Regions from separate parts of the Sus scrofa genome. Here region 2 is linked to region 1. The links are chromatin contacts, called in public Hi-C maps. All regions are on one chromosome and are shown on one strand. The core of a region is the stretch at or near the end of the contact, and the rest is flanking DNA. Distances in the headings are between cores, read along the strand shown.

Evidence for each region. Hi-C and Micro-C count contacts between places; a contact is called where the count stands out from the background.
Region 2: a Hi-C map of liver shows a contact between it and region 1, with 1.7 times the contacts expected there. The contact joins the enhancer-like site here to the promoter of EDAR in region 1. A contact is called at or near these places in 9 of 47 Hi-C or Micro-C datasets (embryonic fibroblasts, fetal heart ventricle, heart right ventricle and 6 more) and 1 of 2 datasets of contacts at active chromatin or transcription factors (skeletal muscle).

Annotation. Positions count from the first base shown.
Region 1 is chr3:47,393,867-47,399,705 of Sscrofa11.1, reverse strand. EDAR (tumor necrosis factor receptor superfamily member EDAR) reads right to left here and starts at 3,403. Exons shown (of 12, transcript XM_021087105.1): 1 at 3,153-3,403.
Region 2 is chr3:47,666,175-47,671,991 of Sscrofa11.1, reverse strand. It overlaps a transcript of LIMS1 not described here. Among named protein-coding and RNA genes, the nearest start is that of LIMS1, 39 kb to the right of the region's middle. Within about 2 kb of position 4,316, at least 41 of the 83 cell types and tissues checked have an H3K27ac peak or open chromatin away from gene starts, as enhancers often do. A contact at or near this core is called in embryonic fibroblasts, liver, mesenteric adipose tissue and 4 more, where this site is marked.

The DNA of each region.
Region 1 (5,839 bases), core at 2,154-4,653:
TCCTATTATTTTCAGGAGACTAATACCTTACTTCAGTAATTGGGCTCGCTTTTAGTTGCTGTATCCAGCCTCTCAGTGGTGTCATTGAGCAGTGTTGATCCTGAGGGTCTAGAAACACCGCAGAGAGCCTGGCTTCCCAGCACTGGGCCCTCGAGGCTCCTGTGATGGCAGCACGACTGCGCCTGCTGAGTCCATCAGGAGAGGGACTGGCTGGCAGGGCCCATCCCAGCGAGAGCAGAGCACGGCCTGACTGCTGCCTGTGGATGGGAGGGGCCCCAGCTCAGCAGGCGGGGTGGCCCACTCTTGCTGCAGGTGTGGCTCCCCGTGTGGGGCTCATCACCACCATCCACTTTCCAGGGACTGCCTGTCCGAGATGGAGAAAGGCCTCCTGGAGTCAGTTCTGTGAGAACCATGTGCCCAGGCCTCTGGGCATTTCTAGGGGTCCCAGTGTGTGCCTGGTCCACCTTGAGGCTGACCAGTGGGACTCCAGGCACCCAGCCTAGAGAAGTTTGGACTCTGCACCCAGAGCAGCTCCGCAGGGGATCTGCCTGCTTGTGGCCAGGGTACTTTGCAGGCCCTGCAGCCCCTCCCCCACGGTGTAATCAGAAGGACAGGTGGCCTTTCTCTGACATGAAGGAGCCCTCCACCCCAGCCACTGGTGCAGTGAGTGTGCTCCATGGTGGGGTGGCAGCAAGGCCCCCTCGTATGCTGTAGGGCGAGGCCCACCCTGCTTCCGAAACCTGGGTGGAGCTTCTCCTGAGCTTCCACAGTGTGGGTTAGATGCCTGGGTGAAGCCCAGGGTCCTGGGGACAGACAGTGATGAGCAGTGACACAGTGTAGTCTCACTGTTGGTGCTCCCTGGCCCCAGGGCCACAAGGAATTTCCTCTTAGCTGCCAGAACATATGAGACTGAACCTCCTGAAGTGACACTGGTGACTGCACTACAGGTGGACAGCAAGGGCACATTTCCTCTCCGGTTTCCCTCTGTCACCAACCCCAGTGCGGGTGACTTGCAAAGGGCGTGGCAGCAGGACCAACACAACCCCAGACCTGGGGGTGGATCCAGCACCTCCCCTGCTTGTCCCCACAGAGGCAGGAACAGAGGGTTTAGGGTCAGCTGCCCTAACCACCCACAAGGAACATGGCACGAGCGGGGCACCAGATGTCACAGTCATCGCCAGCCCTGCGGCGGTGGGCAAGTCCCTTTCCCCATCTAACTCTCGATCCCCTCACTTGAAAAGCTGGGAAGTCTGTAAAGTGAGGTGGAAATGAAGGGCCCAGCTGAGTGCCTGGACGTGGGTTCCTTTCCCTCACTTTACTTTTTAGGGAAATGGTTCTTGGAGATGGAATAAAAGTCCTGCCTTTGGGTGTGAGTTCAAGGTGAACAGCAGTAATGAGGTGGGGGGTGGTGCCCTCCGGGTGCTGGGCCTTTGTTTCCTAATTGATCTAATGTGCTAAGTGAGCTTAATGAAAGTTAATTAATGATACTATTGGTGGGTGGGATTGCCTAGGCAGAGCCTAAAACAGCATCAAAGCAAAGAGCAGGCAGGTGTCTGCTGGGATAATTGAGGAAACCGGGTGGGAGGAAAGCCACTGAGAGAAGTGCAGGCAGGACTGGGGGTGGGGTAGGGTAGACCGCAGGGCTGGTTTCCAAAGCGCCATCCTGTTTACAGCTTCTGTGTTTGAATTTCAGGTTTACCTGAGTCTTTGAAGCTGGGCTCCTGGGCATTTCCTTGAGAATGTATTTCATTTTTTTGGAAACCACAAAAGTCATTCACCTGGACCCAGAAAGAAGACTCAGGTGACCTGGCTTTCATGTGGTCTTTGGGACCTAAGGAATTTTGATAGGGAGATGCTTCCCGGTTAAAAGTCAGTGTGGGAAGTGCACCCTGCGAAGTGGGGGTCAGTCCTGGTGTGAGCAGGGCAGGTGTGAGCAGGGCAGGTGCTTCAGGGGACACAGTGACACCCAGGAGGAGGGTGAGCCCCACACCTCTGCACTGCACAAATACGCATCTTTCACAGAATGAAAACTTTGTTTACTTTTAGAAACTGGATCGTGGCCAGAAAATGAAAATCAAACATTTCAGGGAAATTTTATTTACCCTTTCGTCTCAAAGACATGTGCTTCCAGAATTACCTTCCAAAAGTGCTGTCACAAAATTCGCCTGGCTCCCTTGGGGGAAGGTTTTAAGTGGTGATGACTTAGAATCTCAGGGCACCAAATTGGGTGGGAAATAGTTCACTTATTTGAATTGATCCCCCTTTTCCGTTAGTTCATTATGGATTTTTACCTCTTTAATATTTTGATTTAGCTGTGGTTTCACTCTGGGTTGGAGAGCATCTCAAAATATGGATTCAGTACCACAGAGCTGGGGGGCCTGTGCCCCCTCCTCACCCTCACTTCCTTCAGCCTCACCTCCTTCTGGGTCGGGGGTTGGGGGGGGTGGCTTCTGCTCTGCTAATGTAGCTCCTCACTCCACCCCATATCGTTTCAACTGTCACTCTGTTGTTTTACCTCATCTGCTGTCCTGGCTGTCCTAACACCTCTGGCTTCCACCAAGCAGGTGCAGCTACAGCAGGATGATGGGGAGTCAGCCCAAACTTCCCCCTAAACTGTCAGAGGGTTGAGTGGAAACTCCTGGCTGGAGGTGAGAGCCGAAATCACCAGACGCAGCCCCACCCTCTCACTCTCCTCCGCCCCCACTTCAAAACAGGCCACGACCTCTGCCTCAGGCCTGATTCAGAACCACCTGGGAAGGTGGTCAAGGGACCCCGGGTGGGACACGGGTTCAGAGCCCAGTTCAAGCCCAGCTGCAGCTCGCCTTTCCCAAGACCACACTTTCAGGCTCCTGGAGACCACGGGTCTCAGGGGCCCAAATCTCAAGCCTGTTAAGTTCACACAGTTTGGCTCCTTTGCCAAATGCACAGCCAATAGTAAAATGGGGTTTCGGATGTTTTTCTGAAAACAAAGGAACAATCTCAGGTCTTAGAACCAGTAGCGCAGATGTACAGCAACCAGGAAAGCTTGTTCAAACGCAACCCAAAAATGACACGCATCTCAAAAATGCACTCGGGCTGTCTCCCGGCGGTGACACCTCAGTCTCAGCCACAGCCAAAGACTTTAGGAACCGAAAGAAAAGGACCAGGCTTACCGGACCCCGGTGGAGGCTCGCTTCCAATCCCAGAGGGTGTCCCTGGAGAAAGCCAGGCTTCCGCTCCCTGGGGCTCCTGGGTTCACAGGTGGCCTCCTGGCCGTGTCCCAGAGTCAGGTGCTGCCGCGGCCGGCAGCCGTGGGGCTGCCTGGGCCAGGCTCCGCTCCGCTTCAGCCCCCTCTCGCCTGCTCCCAACTCCCCTCCGCTCCCCGGCTCCTCGACTCCCCGACTCACCCTTAACTGCTCCTTGGTGCGAGCTGGGAAACGCGTCCCAGAACCTCTGAGCAGACTCACCTGCGCCACCTAGAGGCTTCTCCCCGCACTGCGCGCAGCAACCGCACAGGTGGGCCCCTCTGCTGCCGCCCCACGCACCTGGCCCTGACTTCCTGCTCAAAGATACCCTATGGAATTAGTAAAGGCATTAATTCGATTTTTTTGAGGGGGTGGTTGTCTCGCTTCTTTCAGAACAACTAGAGCCTTTGGGCTCTGGAACTCCAGAAAGTTAAATTAGCATTAAAATACCATTAATCAAAATGTATGCACTCAAGGACCCCCCACTGAGATGGCCATGGGCAGGGCTGGCTCCTCCTTTCAGCTGTGATCCCTTTCCCTGTTCCTGCCTGGTCCTGCCCTCCCCTCCCCGGATCTCCTTCAGGGTGAGTCACAGCACTGACTTCTCTTCCCTCCCCCAACATCCCCACACACCACCCTGCACCCCAACAAATCAGATACCTATATACCCCTATAACTCCAGACAATCAAACACCCCAAAGAACTCCAGACAACCATACACCCCATAGAACTCCAGACAACCATACACTCCCTATAACTCCAGACAACCATACACCCCACACAACTCCAGACAACCATACACCCAAAGCAACTCCAGGCTCAATTTCTACCCCCTCCTCTTTCATCTGGTCTTGTCCACCCAGATACGTGTAGGTTACTTCACATGTGACAAATAACAGTTTAGAGGGAAACAGACAGAAATGTGTGGACAGGTAAGTGTCCTGGGAACAGACTTTCCTCTGCCCTCCCACCCCCTACGAGTAGAACCCCGATTCCCAACTTACTACCACCTTGATGACTGTCCAGACAGAGGAGGTTTCAGTGAGGATTTTAACCTGAATGTTAAGGTTTGCACCTTTATTCAGCCCATGCTGAGCCCAAACTGAAGGTTTGTGACAAATCACAATTCCTAAAATTGTTAAATTAGGAACCTAGGTAGGCAAATAAGAACCACGTACGCTGGACTAATCTAGAATTTCTCTTGTGCGTAATTTTGACTTTTGGGCCTGTTCTTTTTGTTAAGTGTGTTTGAGGATAAAGATTATCTTCAGTGTAACTTTTTGTTTCTATTGGAAATTAATGGCGACTTTAAATTTACCAAAAAGAGATGACATTGATATTGCCAAAAGAGAGGGAAAAAGGAGAACATGTTAGAATGGGCATAGAATATGGTGCTGTAGTAGAGGCCAGAAAGGTTTTTCCTCTTTTTAAAAAATTCGAAGAAGCTTCCATCAAGAAAAGTAGTGGATGGTTGTACCACGTGCAATTTTTAGTCCAATGAACATGAATGTACAAAGTAATTCCATTGATTAAGAGAAAGAAAGAAATGAGAGATTATTTTTTGTCTTTTTTTTTTTTTCAGGGCCGCACCCATGACATATGGAGATTCCCAGGCATATGAAGTTTCCCAGGCTAGGGGTCGAATCGGAGCTGTAGCCATCGGCCTACACGAGAGCCACAACAACTCAGGATCCAAGCCGCGTCTGCGACCTACACCACAGCTCACGGCAACACTGGATCCTTACTTAACCCACTGAGCAAGGCCAGGGATCAAACCTGGATCCTCATGGGTGCTAGTCAGATTGATTTCTGCTGAGCCATGACGGGAATGCCTATTCCTTACCTTCATCACTGAAGGGTCTAGAGCTTTGAAGATACCTAATTTCTATTTGGCACATTTCCTAAAAGAGTGAAGCACGTGAAAAATAGCATAAAAAAAAAATAAGAATAGGAATCAAGATGGCAGAACATGGGGAGTTCGCTGGCAGCTCAGCGGGCTAAGGCTCTGGCATTGTCACTGCTGTGGCTCAGGTCGCTGCTGTGGTATGGGCTCAATCCCTAGCCCGGGAACATCTGTTTAAAGAAAAAAAATTATAGAGCATGGTTGGGTTAGTGGGTCTCGGGCTCTGTGCAGAATGGAGTGTAATTTAAACACTTGCAGGACACAGATGCCCGTGCCCTGACCTGCCTGTCCAACTTGGTGGAGGGCACACAGGTACCTGGCTGGAACTCTGTGCAGGACGGAGCAATCCCAACTCTCAGCTCCATGGAGCCACATCCCTGCAAGTGATCACAGAGACTCCCAAGCTCATCGGAAACACACCCAGATTGAGAGGGACGTTCTCCTAGCAGATCAACAATTCCCAGTGAATGCAGCTGACCATAATCTGGTCATCGTCACTTAAAATCTGTGCTAATACTGGGCTCCTGTTGGGTGAGCAGGAAGAAAACTCTGGGCACCCACTCATTCCTCCAGAAGAGTCTGCTCCTGTGCTGATGGGTTCACCCACCACTTACTCACTCAGCAGATGCCATGGAGAACTGCTAGGAACCAGGCTCGGCCAGAGGCGCTGGTACCACACAGAGGAAATGGCCAAACTCTGCCTCGAGAAGCT
Region 2 (5,817 bases), core at 3,067-5,566, 270 kb before region 1:
AACAATGTTGGTAATGTTTAGTGCCGTGGAGTTTATGGTCCTGCAGAGACTTTGTCTATAAAAGCCCTTAGTAATGCTTTTTGGCATTTTATTACATTATGTATTTTTAACTCCAGTGCTGTCGAGTGTCTTAACACAAACCAAAAAATGTGTCCTGTTAAACACTGTGGTTAGTGAACTTTCACCTTGCCATGGTGAGAACAAACACCACAACTAGTGGAGGAGCTGCTCTTACTCATTAAACGGGGTAACTGTTTAAAAAGCGGCCACTTTTAAAGGAAACTTAATGCACCAAGTCTCCATTTGTAAACCACTTATTATTAAGAGGTGATGGTTCACCCCTAAAGATCTTATGCCTTGCACATGATTTGCCTTACACAGTGAATTTCCTTAAAGATTCAAATGTGTTTATGAAAGTGTTTCTATTACAGCTGATCTTCAGGAACATGAACATACCACCCTGTGGTCCAGGGTGGGGTGATGGATAAGGGAGTTTCTTATATATTTATGTTTATGTTATGCATATGTCTGTATAATACAAACATACATAATCATGACATACAGAACAGCTATAGTGATCAGGAGAAGAGACTTATCTTTTTCAGGGAACAAGAAGAAGTGAAAAAGGGTGATCACTGATCACTTTCCTCTGGCCTTTCAGTTAATAAAGCCGGTACATGCCCTAGTTTGCAGCCAAAGGCACCCTGATGGCTCAAAAAATAAAGAACAGGATGCTGGAAACACACACACTTGGGGTGTCAGGATGCAGCAGAGAGCAAAAGGGTTAGCCCATCATGCATGCGGTCAGGGTCACGTTGCGGGTCACCCAGAGGAGGGGCCCTGGCAGTTCTTGGGAATGGCGAGTGGGGACGATGTGTGGGGACGGGGCGTGGGGCTAGTGTGTGGGGAGTGGCTCCCTGGGGTGCATGTGGGGTGGGAGAGCTGAGCCTGGCTGAGGAGATGAGGGCGTTTCACACTCAGAAGCAGCAGGGGAGTTCCCGTTGTGGCACAGTAGAAATGAATCCGACTAGTATCCATGAGGACGTGGGTTTGATCCCTGGCCTTGCTCAGTGGGTTGGAGATCTGGCATTTCTGTGAGCTGTGGTGTAGGTCATAGATGTGGCTCGGATCCCACATTGCTATGGCTGTGGTGTAGGCCAGCAGCCGTATCCCTGGTTTGACCCATAGCCTGGGAACTTCCATATGTTGTGGGTCCTAAAAAGCCAAAAAAAAAAGCCAAAAAAGGGAAAAAAGGAGCAGGAAGGGCTCTTCAAGGCATTTGGTTACAGCAGGAGGAGGGTTTGCTTCTCTGGTCAGAATCCCCATCACTGACCTCCATCTCCCAGAACAACATGGTTCGAGAGGCTTGTAGGCTCTGGGCCCTGCCCTGGCCCTCTGCCGACTGGTGCCCTGTCCTTCCCGCCAGCCCTTGAGGCCCTGAAGCCAGCGAGGCATTGTCTCCCAGTCACCTGTTTCCCTGGCTCAGACCTTTGAGAGCTCAGTGTTGAATGAAGGAGAGAAATCCAGACGGCGTCCAGTGTGGGGGGTAGTGGCAGTGATAGTGTGAAGTCTGGGGGACTTGGCAGAGAAGTGGTGTGACAGCACTGCAGTGCTGGGAGGCGGGGGAGCCCCAGGAAAGTGGTGTCCCTGAGTCCCTCATCCAGTGATGGTGACTGGTCTGCTCCATGCTCGTGCTACACTGGATTCTGGGGATGTAGGGATCACTGGGGACGGTCCCAGCTGGTGGGACTGGGTGTCCTTCGATGTGGGCTCAGAGGATCTCTGTGACAGGGCCTTGGACCCCAGCCTTGGCAGGGCTGGGAGGAAGTCTTCTGTCTTGTAGGCATTTCCTGATGTCAGCAGCTCCGAGGGTTCCCAGAGAAAAGACAGCGCCTTTAAGGGAACTTTAACCAGTATTTTTAGTTTTTTGTGGGTTTTTTTTTTTTTTTTGTCTTTTAACTTTTTAGGGCCACACCTGCGGCATATGGAGGTTCCCAGGCTAGGGGTCTAATCGGAGCTACAGCTACTGGCCTACGCCACAGCCACAGCAACGCCAGATCCTTAACCCACTGAGCGAGGCCAGGGATTGAACCTGCAACCTCATGGTTTGTAGTTGGATTCGTTTCCGCTTCACCAAGACGGGAACTCCTAGTTTTGTTTTTTAAAGCAGCAGCCCTGTATGAGCTTGAATTAAGTCTTGCCCCAGAGTTCTTAGCAGTATATTGATCCATCCACTCAACTTCAGAAGGCAGATGATTAGGGTCTGGGCTCCTCTCACGACCTCTTGTCTGGTTTGTAAAATCGAGGACAGGTTGTAGTTGTGTGTTGCCGTCATTTCTGAGGCACGGTTAATCGTCTGCCTAACGGAGATGTTGGTGTTCTGCGGAGTGAGTGCCTGAGCTGCAGGCGGTGACTTGTAGGAAAAGCACTTTATACACCAGACGGCGGCGTTCTTGGGGAAATCGCGGGCTCTAACTCCTGATGAGTGTTTGGGAGACGGTATATAGGGTGTGAAAAATCGAAAAATCAATTTACCCAGTCTTCTTGGGGGAGAGAAGGGGCAGACATGCCCTTAGCATATATCTATAGGGCTTACAAATTATGCCTGAAGGAAGCTTCTTTGCCACTGGAAAGAAGCTCATTTGCAGCCAGGGAAGGTGTTGGACACCTTCTTGGGTCCAGCTGTTGCAAGTCTTTCCTGTCACGTAATCGACCGGCTCGGGGCCGATAAGGAGACTGCTTTCCTCTCACATTTATCCATCGAGCCTGTTTTTCCTACAAACACTGTGCTGTCGTTGAAAGAACACGGGTTTACAGCTACCAGACTTGGGTTCGAATCTTATTTCTGCCGCTTATATGATTCTGAACCCATTGTTTAATATCCAAGTGTCAGATTCTCCATCTGTCAATGGCAATTTACCTCATCTCTGGGTAATGAGGATTAATTCATATAATGTGTGTAAAAGGAGTCTCAGTTGATTTTTGGTGAGATCCAGATGGCCAACAAAGTCGACCTTTTGTTGTGCTGAAATACATCTAACACAACACTCGTCATTTGAAGCATTTCTACGTATAAAATTTAGTGGCATTAACTCTACTGACAGTATTGTACCACCAGCACCACTGTCATTTACCCCAGACAGATACTGTGCAGCTTTGAGCCTTAATTTTGTTCCACCTCCAGCCCTGACCACTTCTAACCCACTTCCTGTGTCTGTGAACTTGCCTCTTGTGTGTGTCTTTGTGAGTGGGATCACACAGCCTGTGACTCTCTCTGTCTGGCTTCTCCCACTTAGCAGGACGAATTTGCCTCTGAAGGGGCTTCTGGGGAAATCCTGCAGGATCAGCTTCCTTTCCTGTCCCTACCTCCGCCCCCTGCTTTCTCAGAGAAGCTGCTTTTCACTCCCTGTAATCCTGATTGGCCTGGTCAGTAATTAAAACCACTATTCCGTTTGACTTTACTTCCGAGACCATAAAGGTCTTCATCCATCATGTACCTGATGAGACTCTGGTGGTAAAAGAAGGATGTTTCCACATGCCTTGGGAGGCTGGAGCGTGCTCATGGGAAACAGCTACAAGCATAACGGAGCTGCATGTATATTGAGGCGGTAGCACTGCGTCAGTAATAACAGTCCTGAGGAGAACATGACCGGCAGCCAGAATTTTGAAGTTAATTGTAGTGACTTGTTAATTCGTGGACTAGTGAGAGGAAGTGGGAGGATACGGCAGACAAACGGGCAGGCTGGGCAGGCCGGGCAGGCAGCTATGGGAGGGGACGGCCTTGCCTGGAAGCTCCCCAGACACCTTGCCTGTAAGGGCGAGTTCCAGAGAACTCGTTAGAGTTGGGGGAGGGACGGAAAAAAGAGGGTTGGAATCCAGACGCTGATGACTAAATGAGCTGTGTCCACAGGATCTCTAAGACCTTAAAGAGAGGGAAGTAACATTTACTGAGAGTGCTCTTCATGTTGCTAATTGTGGAAACACTTTTCTTTGATTTTAGCCCCTTGGCAGCAGGCAGGGGAGGTTCATGTGGGGGTCTGAGCTGCAAGGAGGCCCTGCTGGTGAGGGAGGGCAGGTCCCAGGCCCACTGCTGCCCAGCCACGCCATCACGGTGGAAGGATTCACAGTCCTCAGGATTGGGGGACCTGAGGGGGCTACATTCTTTTTTCTCTTTTTTTCTTTTTCTTTTTCTCTTTTGTTGGCTGCCCTGTGGCATATGGAGTTCCCGGGCCAGGGGTCAAAGCCAAGCTGCAGCTGCAATCTGTGCCATGGCTGTGGCAACACCGGATCCTTTAACCCACTGCCCTGGGCCAGCGATCAAACCTGCATCCTGGCGCTGCAGAGACCCTGCCAATCCCATGGCACCACAGTGGGACCTCCCTGGGCCACATTCTTGTTTCCAGAATCAAGGGCTTCTAATATTATCTAGAATGGTGCCATCCATAACATGTGATGTGAGACATGGCAGTTATGTGCCTTCAACTTTCCTAATAGCCACAGTAGTGCAAGAGAAACAGGTGAAATTAGTTTTAATAATAATATTTGATTTGGATTTTCCATCATGGCTCAGTGGAAACAAATCTGACTAGTATCCATGAAGACACGAGTTCGACCCCTGGACTTACTCAGTGGGTCAAGGATCTGGTGTTGCCGTGAGCTCTGGTGTAGGTCACAGATGCGACTCGGATCTGGCATTTCTATGATTGTGGCATAGGCCAGTGGCTGCAGCTCGGATTCGACCCCTAACCTGGGAAGCTCCATATGCCACGGGTGCAGTGCGGTCCTGAAAGAAAAAAGACAAATAATAATATTTGATTTAACTCAAAATGCCAAATTCTTGTCATGTCCAAACTCTACACATCCCGTAGTCATAGGAACAATTTTTGGGATATTTTACATGTTTCGACAACTAAATCTCCGGAATCCCATGTGTATTTTACACTTAAATCCCGTCTCAATTCAAACTCACCTCAATTAAATTGCTGGATGGGCAAATAGCTCCCTAATTAGACAGCATAAACCTCAGGAAGAGGTACTGAGACTCATCCTGAACATCAAAGGTGGAGGCTGTGATTAAAGCCACTGGGCATGGAGTTCCCGTTGTGGCACAGTGGTTAACGAATCCGACTAGGAACCATGAGGTTGCGGGTTTGGTCCCTGCCCTTGCTCAGTGGGTTAACGATCCAGCGTTGCCGTGAGCTGTGGTGTAGGTTGCAGACGCGGCTTGGTTCCAGTGTTGCTGTGGCTCTGGCATAGGCTGGTGGCTGCAGCTCCGATTAGACCCCTAGCCTGGGAACCTCCATATGCTGAGGGAGCGGCCCAAGAAAAGGCAAAAAGACAAAAAAAAAAAAAAAAAAAAAAAAAAAAGCCACTGGGCAAGAGAGCAGCTTTGCTCAGGATGGAAGGTGCCGTTGGTAGAAGGCAGGACATCATGTGTATGGGGACATTACTGCTTGTGCAGAGCAGTGAAGTCATAGGACCTCTGTCAGCACCAGCAGCAGCTGTGGCCTTGACTGCTAGATGCTGAACCATATTTGGGTGAGGAGGACATTCTTCGCAGATGTACTGGCCGTAACCAAGGGAAACCACAGCCCTGAGTGTCTCTCGGGTGCTGTGGCAGAGTCTTTTCTCCCAAACCCCTAATGCCTTTTTCAGATGTGGAGCTGAAACGTCTGCTAAGGAAGTGATGTGAGCACAGCGCCTTCTGTGGGCATCTCCACAGCCCCCAACTCCACTTGGACCAAGATAAGTGATAGTGCAGGCTTCCCTTCCAGCAAAGCAGAAATTATTTTTAAATGTTCTTGGCATTTCCCCTTT